Linked DNA regions of Mus musculus: region 1 is linked to region 2. Evidence: chromatin contacts called from public promoter capture Hi-C data. All regions are on one chromosome and are shown on one strand. Each heading gives the region's core, a stretch centred on a gene start, on an enhancer-like site or on the middle of the called end of the contact. The rest is flanking DNA. Distances are from core to core; before and after follow the strand shown.

Region 1 (2,767 bases), core at 135-2,634, 60 kb after region 2:
ACAGGCTCTCAATGGCTTCCCATACATTCTTTTTCTCATAGGAATATTTAGCAGACACTATAAGCATAGCTTTTGTTTGTAAAATATGTCACCACTTTTCTGTTCTTTGGAGAAACACCACATTAAGGCCTAAACACAGTTGCCTTGAGGCATGATAACAGTTTCAAAGCTTGAAGGACAGCGATAGATCATTTCAATAGTGTAAAGGAAAGGTTGATTGGGAGAGAAGTTTCTGTCCAGAGTAGAGGCTCCCAGGGAAAGCCATGTTCTGGAGCAGGCAGTGGGGGACAGAGCCTGGCTGGGAAAGTGAGAGGCGTCACCCAAGGCTGAACTAACTAGTTAGAGTGGTCTTAAAATACATTCATGTAAGCTAAGGACTAGATTCTGTAGCTGGGGGAGACTGTTGAGGGATTGGGAAGAGGTCTGAGAGAAACAGCTGCCTCCTGAGTGGGGCAGTGACGTGGCTGGACTGACGCCATGTGGCATTAGAGCGTTCTCAGTCATCATAGGAAGGGACAGCTGGGATGCAACATGGCTCTTCATGAGAGCAAGTCTGGAAAGTGCCCTTGTGCTAGGATGGACTTGGCCAGCACTTAAAACACTTCAGAATGGAAGGTTGTGACAGATCGCCAACATTTCAGAGATCTTCTGACCTGTGTTTCCCAAAGGACACAGTGGGGACTGTCTATGATCACACAGCAATGAAAGGTCTTGTCTAAGGCCACAGGTTATTTTTAAAAATCCTAACTAACTTTTTGTTTATATCACTTATTTCTTATTATCTTAATCTCCCCAGGAACATGCGAAACTGTTCTTTGGCAGAGAAGGAAGAGATGCTAATTCTGAAGGTCATGCTCTCTAGATCCAGAGTTCGATTTAAGTGGTCAGATTAAGCTCCATCTCTCTCAAGGGGGGACTAAATGTATGTTGAAGACCATACTGTCTTCTTAGCATAAAACACCATGATTGCCATCAGCAAGCCTTGGTGTGTGGCTGTGGTAAATGAAACCTGTGTGGGAGCCAGGTCAGTGTGTGGGTTGCCTTATCTATGTCACTGAAAGAGGCAAAATAATCCCATCACAAAATAGCCTGGGAGCAAGGCAGTCCCATATCCCTTCCCGTTTGGGTTTTTTTTTCCCATGCCACAGTCCCTCCACAGGTTAGGAGCCAAGCTCAGAGTCTCACCTTCATCTTTTGGGGTCCGTCAACTTCAAAGAACAGGTCATTCTCATCACTGTAATGAAAACAGATGTGGTCAAGTGATAGCTCCTTATCAATACTGAGCAGACAGACTTCCATTGTTCATAAAACCACACCTACCATGACTCTTAAAGCTTCCCAAAGACTTCTGGGAAGTTCTACAGTGCTACGTAAGTAACAGTCTAGAAGCAGATTCTGGGCCAGGTAAGTGGGTGCTCTGGTTGCTCTCTGTTGACTTCTGACACCTAAATTCTAGACTAGCAGAGTTAGCTAAAGTCTGAGCTCTCTGCCTTTGCTTCCAAGCCAGACTTTGCAAAAGAGTCTCTTATCCTGTCCATGTGGAAGTTTTTCTTACCATTGCATCTGTAGGAGTCCCTGTAGTGACAGCACCTAAGTCCCTAGGTTGGGCTTGGGAGTGAAGAGGTCAGTCTTTAAGCTAGGTTGCTTGAACTCTGATAGCCACTGAAGGAGATGAGTTGGGGACTCTCTGGCCTCTGAAAGTAGATAGCCCTCCATTCCTGAAAGCAGAGTGCTGGATATGTGACCACTCTCCAGTACCCACTGACCTGTCAAAAGGTGGCATTTCACAGTTGAGTTCAGGAACAGTTGCCATAGCTGCTTCAGACACCTGTGTGAAGAAAGAAAGTGGGTGGGCATCCAGCGTTAGCTCCCCGAGGGGCGTCCTTCATATGTGTTTCTCTTAGCTCTAGTTCAGGGCAGGCATGCTAAACTGGTCTCTGAGGAATGAAGGAACGGAGGAGCCGTTGTATAGGTCTAGAACAGTGGCCCTTTTGGAGTCAAGTGGCCCTTTCACAGGGGTCACCTAAGACCATTGGATAACACAGATATTTACACTTCATAACAGTAGCAAAATTATAGTTATGAAGTAGCAATGAAAATAATTTTAGGGTGTGTGGGGGGTCACTACAACATGGGGAACAGCATTAGGAAGATGCTCTGGAAGGAAGCAACAGCAGAGCCAAACCCTAATAAAGAAGCTTTCCTACAAGACAGGAGCTGCCTTTTAGATGTCAGCGGCTATACAGACAGTACTCATTTCCAGAGTACTTCACAAACCATGGAGGTACAGCTACTTTTTATAAATAAAAAGCCCAAAGTCCATCAGTGGGGGGGGGGGAAAGAGAGAGAGAGAGAGAGACAGAGAGAGACAGAGAGAGAGACAGAGAGACAGAGAGAGACAGACAGAGAGAGACAGAGACAGACAGAGAGAGAGAGAGATAGACAGACAGAGACAGAGAGAGAGACAGACAGAGACAGAGAGAGAGAGACAGAGAGAGAGAGATAGAGAGAGACAGAGAGAGAGAGAGACAGAGAGAGAGAGAGACTTACTTGCACAAGGAAGCTTGGCTGGAGAGGATCCCAGATGAGCCTATTAGGCCTCGAACCACTGCAGGGTTTGTTGTCCAACTTGTTTTCCCTCCCTTGTTTTATAGTCCTAAAAAGCAGAAGTGAAGAGCTGTGAAATTTTCCCTTGGGTTAACTGATTTCACAACAAAACTGAAGGGTGGGGGAGGGGGGAGAAGCTTGATGGGAATTCTTAGGGGAA
Region 2 (2,700 bases), core at 50-2,549:
GGCTGTTTCCTCCTGGTGACTGGGAACAGGCTCTACTGAGAACAGATTCTCTCTCAAACAGCTCATTAAAACCCACTGCTGATTCAGAACACACAAACTCTTTGGAGTGCCTAAGTTGATGTTAATATAAAATTATGTAGGATTCAGTATACCTCAAAAATATTTTCTACAATTTCCATGTTTTCCTGCCAATGCAATACTCTTTTAGCACAATGGATGACTGGTGTTCCTAGGTCTTCTCTGTCTTCTAGGACTTCAGGATCAATGGATAGCACCATAGTCTCTGCTTGCCTACCCCCTGGCTTGTCACATTATTTCTTAGTTGGAGTCAAAGGAACCTTGAGCCCCTTATCGAATCAAAAAAGAAGACTGTATTTCTTACCTGTAACAGTTCTTTAGGTCTTCAAACAAGTCAGGAACTTTGGCCATCTTGATTTCTGTAAGAGAACACCAGTGGCTGTCAGCTCAGTCCACTTCTAAACCCCGTGCTTGCAAGGGCAATGACCCTACTTTGCTCTTGAGAAATTACAATGAGTGACTTATCACATGCCCAGAATTTCCTCTATTCTTCTCTGTACTCCCTTACATTATTTCTGTATGCTTCTATCTCCTCCACTAACTTGTACTTTTGTTTTAGAATGTTTTCTCTACCCTGGTATTCTTTGTGTTCAGTCTATTGCATCACACATAGTAGGCATTTAATAGGTGAATATATTAAGGACAAAATTAAAATCACCAGAGTGGGGTGTCTGCCTTATATATAGGCAAGGGAGAATGGGAACCTGATGGCCTCTCTCATTTTTGCCAGTAGAGACGTCCAATCTCCAGAAAAAGATTCGACTTTGCTGGTAGACTCCCTCCCATGAATCTTGTTCAGCTGCTCCCTAAGTTCCCTGTCACTAGAAAGAGAATTCTTTTCTTAAATCTCTCATCCCAGCCCCTGTACTAAATTAGAAGAAGGAGAAGGAGGAGGAGGAGGAGGAGGAGGAGGAGGAGGAGGAGGAGGAGGAGGAGGAGGAGGAGGAGGAGGAGGAGGAGAAGAGAAGGAGGAGGAGAAGGAGAAGGAGAAGGAGGAGAAGGAGAAGGAGAAAGAAGAAGAAGAAGAAGAAGAAGAAGAAGAAGAAGAAGAAGAAGAAGAAGAAGAAGAAGAGAAAAAACCATAGCCTTACACAAGGTGCCTTGAGAGAGGACAGTCAAGGAGCAAACAAAAGACAATTTTCATAGCCTTAGACGTGATAAGGACAATACCTTTGCCGACTCAAGCGCCAATGAGTTGACTCCCTCTCTGCCCTGGAGACTTAAGTCTGAGTCAGGCTTCTCTGCCTTTTTATAGTCTTCCTCAAGCAGGTAGGAGTGGCCATGTGTGTGTCACTGGGAATTTACAGGAAACAATTCTGCTTAGTATCTTTCTATGTTCATTCTGCCTGATACCGGCCAGAAGGACAGATTATACACTTGGTAATAATGTTGCTTGCAAAGATTCCACGGGCCGTTGACTTGATCAGCCTATTTCTTGCTAATCCATGTGATTAGAGACATGTAGTCTTACAAAACGGGAAGAGCGGCAGGAAGCCCACCAGTGGAAGAGGAAGGAAGAAATCCTCAAATCAGAGTGAAAGCCAAACAAGGACTGGAGCTCCATAGCTGTACTTTGTGTTTTGGGCTAACTTGTTTATTGTGCCCCAGGACTGAATATGGATGGGCAGGATACTTGGCAGCTAAGGCATTTGAGGGAAAATGAGCTTCTTCCCTCCTCTTTGTAGGGGAAAATCTGCTTGAATAAATTATCAGTCTGAGTATGAAACAATAACCTTATGGTTAAAGGTGGAGGAGGTAAAAGTGACACTTGCCCTAAAGATCTGGGTCCTCTTACTCCTTTGGATAACATAAACACACTTCCTACAGAGATGACAGCTTCAGGAGAGAGTTCCCTGCCTCAGCCACATTATGGCAAAGTAACCTTGCCCTACCACCTAAACACAAAGTCTAGTGTACCTCTGGGTAGATCAGAGCTGAGTGAGAACAGCTGCTCACTTTTGGAGGCAGGGACAAAGGCCCAGCCATGATAGTGCCTCAGCTCCAGAGTGGAGGCTATGGGAGAGGAAGGTATGGATTCTTACATGGAGCAACACTGCCCGGTCAGTTTTATTAGAGATAGTTTCAGTTCCCAGACGCCAGGCCAGTCTTAAGAGGTAGGGCACCAGACTCTCAGCAAATCAGTGTTTCAGCTTTTCTAGTTGGCATTTAAGCCATGTAACTTTTAAATAAAGGAAGTGGGTGGTAGACAAGGAAAGAAAAATAATGGCAAAGAGAGAAAAGCAAACCACTGAAACACGGGATAAAACCCAAACCAAACCAGAAGCGGTGGGGCGAGAGGGGTAAAGCAGCTTATGTGTGTTGGTTGACCCAGTCCCTCTAGCCCTTTTAAAGCATGGAGTGGAGCTCTTTAGATGTTCATTGCTTCTACTGCAAGTGTAAACGCTCCAATTCCAATGTGGCTGCCCAGTCTGTCCCTCCTCATGCTGTATTTACAAACAAAACTCAAAGATGAGTGATCCTACGTAAAGGTAGTCCAAGCACAGAAGCAGACTGGAGCCAAAGCTCGGGTGGGTGTCTCTAAACATCTATGAGCAGTGACAGCAGCTAGCTAGCTCCACATCCCTCCTTAACCTGCCTTCTGCTCTAGGCAACACAGAAATG

Evidence for each region. Promoter capture Hi-C pulls out the DNA fragments that hold promoters and counts their contacts.
Region 1: a promoter capture Hi-C map of macrophages shows a contact between it and region 2, with 16 read pairs. The contact joins the promoter of Il1bos here to the promoter of Il1a in region 2. A contact is called at or near these places in 25 of 39 promoter capture datasets (the 3T3-L1 cell line, 3T3-L1-derived adipocytes, the C10 cell line and 16 more), 1 of 15 datasets of contacts at CTCF or cohesin (the G1E-ER4 cell line), 13 of 484 Hi-C or Micro-C datasets (the G1E-ER4 cell line, LSK cells, bone marrow-derived macrophages and 6 more), 6 of 115 datasets of contacts at active chromatin or transcription factors (CD8 T cells, the HPC-7 cell line, bone marrow-derived dendritic cells and 2 more) and 5 of 9 other capture datasets (adipose tissue, bone marrow-derived macrophages, liver and 2 more).

The regions. Positions count from the first base shown.
Region 1 is chr2:129,368,518-129,371,284 of GRCm38.p6, forward strand. Il1bos (interleukin 1 beta, opposite strand) reads left to right here and starts at 1,385. Exons shown (of 3, transcript NR_015474.1): 1 at 1,385-1,404. It overlaps Il1b (interleukin 1 beta), which reads right to left and starts at 2,622. Exons shown (of 7, transcript NM_008361.4): 1 at 2,551-2,622; 2 at 1,767-1,828; 3 at 1,186-1,234. The coding sequence starts at 1,813.
Region 2 is chr2:129,308,673-129,311,372 of GRCm38.p6, forward strand. Il1a (interleukin 1 alpha) reads right to left here and starts at 1,300. Exons shown (of 7, transcript NM_010554.4): 1 at 1,249-1,300; 2 at 383-437. The coding sequence starts at 429.